Linked DNA regions of Mus musculus: region 1 is linked to region 2. Evidence: chromatin contacts called from public Hi-C data. All regions are on one chromosome and are shown on one strand. The core of a region is the stretch at or near the end of the contact, and the rest is flanking DNA. Distances in the headings are between cores, read along the strand shown.

Region 1 (2,999 bases), core at 495-2,994, 47 kb before region 2:
ATTTTGGATATTAGCCTTCTATCAGATATGGAGTTAGTGAAGATATTTTTCCTAATCTGTAGGTTGCCAATTTGTCTCTTTAAACTGATTGGTAGAATTTGTAGCAGGCATGAACAAGTGTTTATGTTGCTCTAAAAGGGCTGAGCCTAATGCAAAGAGCATAATCTTGAAGCAAAGCACCTCCTAGCATTCCCTGTGACCTCAAAGGATTTCTCTTGTCCTTTTCATCTTCTCTTGACCTTATTGTTCTCACACCATCTGAAGCATCCTGTCCCTTCACGTGCTCACTTGAAAATCTGAGGGGTCCTTGGCAATTTTCAGACAATTTTTTGATAAAATACATTGTTAGCGTGTTGCACCCTGTCAGAATGCCACTCAGGGTTTTCTGTGGGAATAGTTAGAAATAGAGCAAGTTTCCTTTCTCAAATTGCAAATGCTGTCCATCTGTCTGTCCATCCATCTGACCGTCCATCTACCCATCCATCCATCCATCCTAACTTAACCTATCTGTGTGGCTGGAAATTGAACCCAGCCTAACCCTAACCCACCCTAATCCTGCCCCTGGCCCTGAACTTTGCCACTGCCCCTGGCCCTGGCCCTGGCCCTGGCCCTGGCCCTGGCATTCTGTTAATGAATAGAAACTTATGTTCTCAGAATTACTGCACTGCTCGGGTCTTGTAGAAGTTAAGCATGTGCTCCTTACAAAGGAGCCTTGCAGTGAGGTAGATTCCCCTTTTGTCTCTGTCTAAGAAATGTGGTGTGTGCACTAATCCTGTGAGCCGTGATAACACAAGCATTCTCAAGCCTCCATCTCCAGGAAAGAGGAAATGATGCCACAGCTCAGGGGAGATGTTAAGGAACCTGTGTGACCCAGCAGGGCACTTCGCTCACTGACTTGTATCTAAACATAGATGGATGCTGAAGTCTAAAGACATTTAGGAATGGGCTGGAGCTGGAGCTCAATGGCAGAGTGTGTCTGCCCAGGGCCAGGACCAGGGCCAGGGTTAGGGGCAGGGGCAAGGGCAGGGCCAGGACCAGGGCCAGGGTTAGGGTGGGTTAGGGTTAGGCTGGGTTCAATTTCCAGCCACACAGATAGGTTAAGTTAGGATGAATAGATGGATGGGTGGGTGGCCGGACGGACGGACAGATGGACAGACAAACAGGCAAGATTAGATTGATAAAGATAGATAGATTGATTTGGCCAGATTAATAAAGTGTGGAAGTTGTATAATAATAACCTGACTTCTCTTAGTTCTAGTGCTTTCACCATAAATAACTGGGATCATCATAAGCCCAAGGCTTCATGTTTAGCCCTGGGAGTTTCAACAATGATTCTCAAAAACCTGCTGCCATACATCCTGGCTTCTCTTTGACTCTCACTTCCTGTTACTGAAATCTGTAGCAGTTTCTCTCAAATTATAACCTTTGGTAGTAACAAACATACTGTAAACTATCACCACAAATGTAAATCAAACATACACACACCTGTTTTAGTCTGTCTCCTTCCAAATGCTAAGTTGTAAATACTCCCTGAGCTGCAGTACAGCCGGCCATTGACTGAGAAGGGGAAGCTCGGCAGTGCATTGGAAAGCCAGTGTGCAGCATGCTTCTTTTCCAGCAAGTGACTGTTGAGTTGGTCGTCATCGTCACAAAGGCAGCTCAGTTTTCTGGCAGGTCCATATCAGTGTGGATGTCATCTGGGTTTTCTGCCATTGTTTCTGCTTCTGTTCCCCCTTCCTGTTCCTCCCCAACCATACTTCTTTAAAAACTACCTCCCCCCCCCCAGAGAGCCTAACACCTGTAGGAGGATGGTTGTGGTATCAATGTAGTTTTACATAACAAGACAAGACCATGGAAATAGCAGTTATGTCTAGCTCTGGAGCTTACAGTTAGCCCTAGTAGAAGCACCTGTGACCACTAGAAATTTTGATTTTGCTTTCTTCCTTATTTTCTTTGCTTGGCTAAATTTGAAGTTTCCTTTTCTAAAGCAAGTGCTTTTTATACTATGCATATAAAATCACACTTTTTTTTCTCCTAAAGAAAGTGTGTTTTAGTTTTAGTTGCATTTTTACAATTTGCATGCTCTCCTGTATTTTATAACCTTTGGTTTATGCAGGAATATGCTGAATTTCAGTATCGGAGGAGACACAGACAGCAGCGCCGTCGAGGAGATGTGCATAGCCTGCTCAGTAACCCTACAGACCTGGATGAACCAAGCGAAAGCACTTTCGGTGAGCTCCTGGGACAGTGGATGTCATTTTGTCTCTTCATCTCTTGAGTTTATTTTTAAAACTAGTAGTTGTCAGTGTTTGTGAGTTTGTAGTTTGGGTTCAGCATCGATGTAGAGATGCCTCTATTGTCTAAGGATAAAGAAAACCAGGAAGTTAATGACTAAAGCCAGAATGTCCTGGGTATTGCACCCATCTCTGCTGTGTAACTTAAGTCAAGGCACAAACCGTCTTTATCTTCAGTTAGCTTATTTTAAGGTCAGTATCAAAGTAGGTAATGATATAAAGCACTGTGAATGCTCAGAAAGTGGAAGCTCTTAATACCATTATGACATGCTTGGAACATTTTCTCTGCATTTAAAAACAAGGTAAGGGGCATCCTACCAGATTAGAATGCAATAAGTAAAAGATTCTTGTGCCCCAGGTGATCGGGGGCCTTAGCTTTCCCAGAACCCGTCTTAAAAACAGAACTATTTTAATTATTTGACTTTTAAGTGTTAAATTTTTCATTAAACATGCCTAGACTGTAATATCAGGATCAGTTGGCCTGTAGATTGGTTCTTGAGGCTATTATAGTTCCAGAACTCTTTAAATTTATGAAATCTGAAGACACAAACACTGAAATTCATTGTGACTTGGGAAAAGGGTGTGGGCAGTAGATCCTGAATTACTGAAAGCTGCATAGATGCGATTCTGAGATGATCACACTGGATATCTGTTACTGCTCCCCATCACACAACCCTGCGGGCAAATGCAGGAGATGCAGTGGGT
Region 2 (3,337 bases), core at 650-3,149:
ATCCACATCTTATCACTTGTTTCTGAGAAAACACAAGCCATAACTTCACTTTTTAAATGACACAGTTGTGTTAGATGAGGTGGCTCCCACCTGCAGTCTCCACAATTAGGAGGCTGAGGATGGAATCGCTGCTGGCTTGCAGTCTGGACTACATAGTGTGTGTCAGAGCAGCATGGGATGGAGTAAGATCCTGTTTCAAAGAAGTTAAAACGTGGCCAGGGAGATAGTTGAGTCTGTAATGTGCTTGGGGGTCTGAGTTCCCAGCATCTATGTAAAAGGTCACACATGGACGTTAGGACCTGGGGAACTTGGACGGGGGGTTTCTGGGGCTTGCTGGTTAAACCAGTCTAGGTTAATTGGTAAGCTGCAAGTTCAGGAAAAAAACTGTTTAAAAAAAAAAAAGGTAGAAAGTGATTGAGGGAGACCCCTAATGTCCAACCTCTAGCCTCCACACATGTGCTTATCTGCACACACACGCGCATGTGTCCTTAGACACATATACAGGCACATATGATCATGTATACACATGCCACATATAGATAAAACTCCACTGAGCATACAGTTGTTCAATTAAAGAAATATTTATTTACCTGTAACCAGTACTTAGGAATTCCTTCATTCCTTGGGCTAGTTTCCCTGGGAGCTTTAGACTTCAACGAACATAGCCAATGTTCAGGCTTAATTCTCTCAAATAATACACATCTCCTTTCCAGGTGAAAGTGTATTGTATCTGCTTTGCTAATGGTCCTCCCAGAGAACTACTAGTTTTGCAGTGATTTAAATCCAGGTTGAAATGTGTCCAGTTCCTCGAACCAAAGTTCACAGAAAACGATAAATTCTTCCAGCAATCACCCCTAGTTAAAGCAGTGTTCAATGCAGTCTCCAGGAATCTTCTTTGGGAGCCTTTATGCTAATATACTTTATTTTAAACGTTAGGAAGGTATAATGTATTGCTTGTTCTTTATGCAAATAAGTGATGTGAAGCCATATAAGATACAAATATCCCAGCTCTGAACCCAACTGTGTAATACAAAACTGTAACGTTTTAATTATAGTATAACTCATGAGAAATAATTGATAGGAATTCTTCTGCACATTGCTCATTTCTAACCCAACTAACTCATAAACCCCTCACGTTCAGTATTCAGTGCACAGCACTGTTACATTGACCCAGGTAAAATAAATCATTGACTAATAAATTAATCTCATCCAGTCCACACTGGTGTTTCTGCTGTTTTCTGTCTGAATGTTCTTATTATATGAATTTCTTAGACCCTCAATTCTTTTTTTGGGGGGGAGGGGGCTCGAGAGCACTTTATTCTAATGTTAAGTAGTATGCCAAGCAAGAATGTTAAATTAAGTTTCACAGTGTAGGTGCTAATACTGGATCTAGTCTTAGCTGTCTTTCCAGCCCTAACACACCTAGCTTTTTACGTGAGTACTGGGGGTCAAACTCAGGCCATAAGCTTGTGCCAGAAGAACTTTACCATCAGGTCACCTCCCTAGCCTCCAAAGTCAAATTAATTAATTAAGACTTTTAAAAGGGTCTTGATCAATAAGGCTACATTTATCAAATGAAAACACAGGATAAGTATGAGTATCATATAACTACTATTACATGGGCCACTCTCACTAGTCATTTGAAATTCACTTTTAACGGGAAATTTTACATCCATTCCCCCCCCCCAGCCCCCCCCCCCCCCAGCCAGTTGTAAACTCAGAAGAGTGACAGGCAATGGTAAGTCTGGCAGGGCCACTTCCGGCCAGTAGGCGGGGTTTCCGGAGCCCCAAAGCCTAGGTCAGGCACACTGGTTCACTCGGCCCCGCCCCGCCCCGCCCCGGGAGCTCCGCCCATCGCCGGAAGCCCCGGTGGGCGGAGGCAGGGTCGTGGTCGCCCTGGGGACCCCGGCGGCGGCGGCGGCCGCCCCGGATAGCGTCCCCTAGGGCGGAGCTGGCTTTCCCGGGAGGCCGCGCCGAGTATCGGGCCTGCGTGCCCCGCGGGCGGCCCAGCTCCAGGGCTGGGTCCCGGGCTGCGGGAGCCCGCTTCCCGCCTCCAGGGGTCAGCGGTGGCCGCTGGGTCCCGGCGCGGGCGGCCCAGCACCTCCGACCTTGCTCTTCCAGTCGCCGAGGTGGCCGGCCGACCCCTGGGCGGCCCGTGCAGACGGCCGCCATTCCCGTGTCGCTGCGCCCGCGGGGGCCGCCCGAGCCGGCCAGCATGCCGCTGGGCCTGAAGCCCACCTGCAGCATGTGCAAGACTACGTCGTCCTCCATGTGGAAGAAGAGTCCACAGGGCGAGATCCTCTGCCATCACTGCACGGGCCGGGGCGGCGGCGGCGCGGGAGTGGCGGGCGGGACCGGGGGCGGTGGCGGCGGCGGCGGTGGCTTCGGCACCACCACCTTCGCCACCACCTCGGCCGGTCCTTCGCAGAGCAACGGGGGCGGCGGCGGCAAGCAGGTGAGCCCTCGGCCTCTCCCTCCTCGGGAGAAGGGCTTCCTGCCGTAGACCGGGCGGTGCGGGACGCACCGGGGCAGCCGGACGAGGCCATTTGCTTGTAGGTCGAGGACCTCTTGCCCATCAAGTCCTTGTCACGTTAATAAATTAGTAGGTCGCTAAAAATGTCAGCATTAGAATTCTGTTCTGAGATATGCAGGAAACTTGGGGGGGGGCGTAAAATAGATCAGTTCAGCAAACGAATAATAAATAGTTCCTGCCTTGTCCTCCCCCCACTTCTGTCCTCTTCCCGCTTGAAAGCAGCGCCATCTCTTGGGAGGCCCTACAGAGTTTAACATCTCAGCCCTCGGTCTTTTAAGTTTTTTGTTTTTAATTTCTTTTAACAAAGTGTATTATCCTCTGATCTTTGTGAGGTTATTGTATTGGCTTTTCTTCTGCAGTTTTAATTTCCTTTTCTCTAAATTGTGTAACAGAGTAAGCAAGAAATTCACAGAAGGTCGGCCCGGCTCAGAAATACCAAATACAAATCGGCTCCAGCTGCTGAAAAGAAAGTTTCCACGAAAGGAAAAGGGAGAAGACATATTTTTAAGTTAAAAAATGTAAGATGGTTGTGGACATTGTGCTTCCTAATGGGACACTGTGGGTGTGGTGGGCCTTCCCACGGCTGGTGTACCTCTCAGGTGCACTTAGGCCGTATTCTGGAGGGAAGGCAAGGTTTCCCAAAAGACAGCTCTCCTGGAAGAAATTGGCAGTTTTTGACATTAGAAAAGCAGTTTCTCAGTTTTTTTTTCTTCAGCTTTTATTTTTCTCATCTGAAAGATATAAAATATGAATCTAGAGGAATGTTCTATAATTTAGCACAGTGTATCTGTATGCAAAGAGAAA

The links. Hi-C and Micro-C count contacts between places; a contact is called where the count stands out from the background.
Region 1: a contact with region 2 is called in a Hi-C map of Th17 cells, with 2.3 times the contacts expected there. The contact joins the enhancer-like site here to the promoter of Gatad1 in region 2. A contact is called at or near these places in 11 of 39 promoter capture datasets (the 3T3-L1 cell line, 3T3-L1-derived adipocytes, the C10 cell line and 6 more), 1 of 15 datasets of contacts at CTCF or cohesin (CD8 T cells), 27 of 484 Hi-C or Micro-C datasets (CD8 T cells, ECoMG myeloid progenitors, the G1E-ER4 cell line and 20 more), 7 of 115 datasets of contacts at active chromatin or transcription factors (the SCID.adh cell line, T-cell acute lymphoblastic leukemia, bone marrow-derived dendritic cells and 3 more) and 3 of 9 other capture datasets (adipose tissue, liver and pancreatic islet).

Annotation. Positions count from the first base shown.
Region 1 is chr5:3,694,011-3,697,009 of GRCm38.p6, reverse strand. It overlaps Ankib1 (ankyrin repeat and IBR domain containing 1), which reads left to right. Exons shown (of 20, transcript NM_001289527.1): 18 at 2,117-2,231. Among named protein-coding and RNA genes, the nearest start is that of Tmbim7, 39 kb to the right of the region's middle. Within about 2 kb of position 1,744, at least 10 of the 459 cell types and tissues checked have an H3K27ac peak or open chromatin away from gene starts, as enhancers often do. A contact at or near this core is called in Th17 cells and pre-pro-B cells, where this site is marked.
Region 2 is chr5:3,646,498-3,649,834 of GRCm38.p6, reverse strand. Gatad1 (GATA zinc finger domain containing 1) reads left to right here and starts at 1,899. Exons shown (of 5, transcript NM_026033.2): 1 at 1,899-2,455; 2 at 2,926-3,051. The coding sequence starts at 2,216.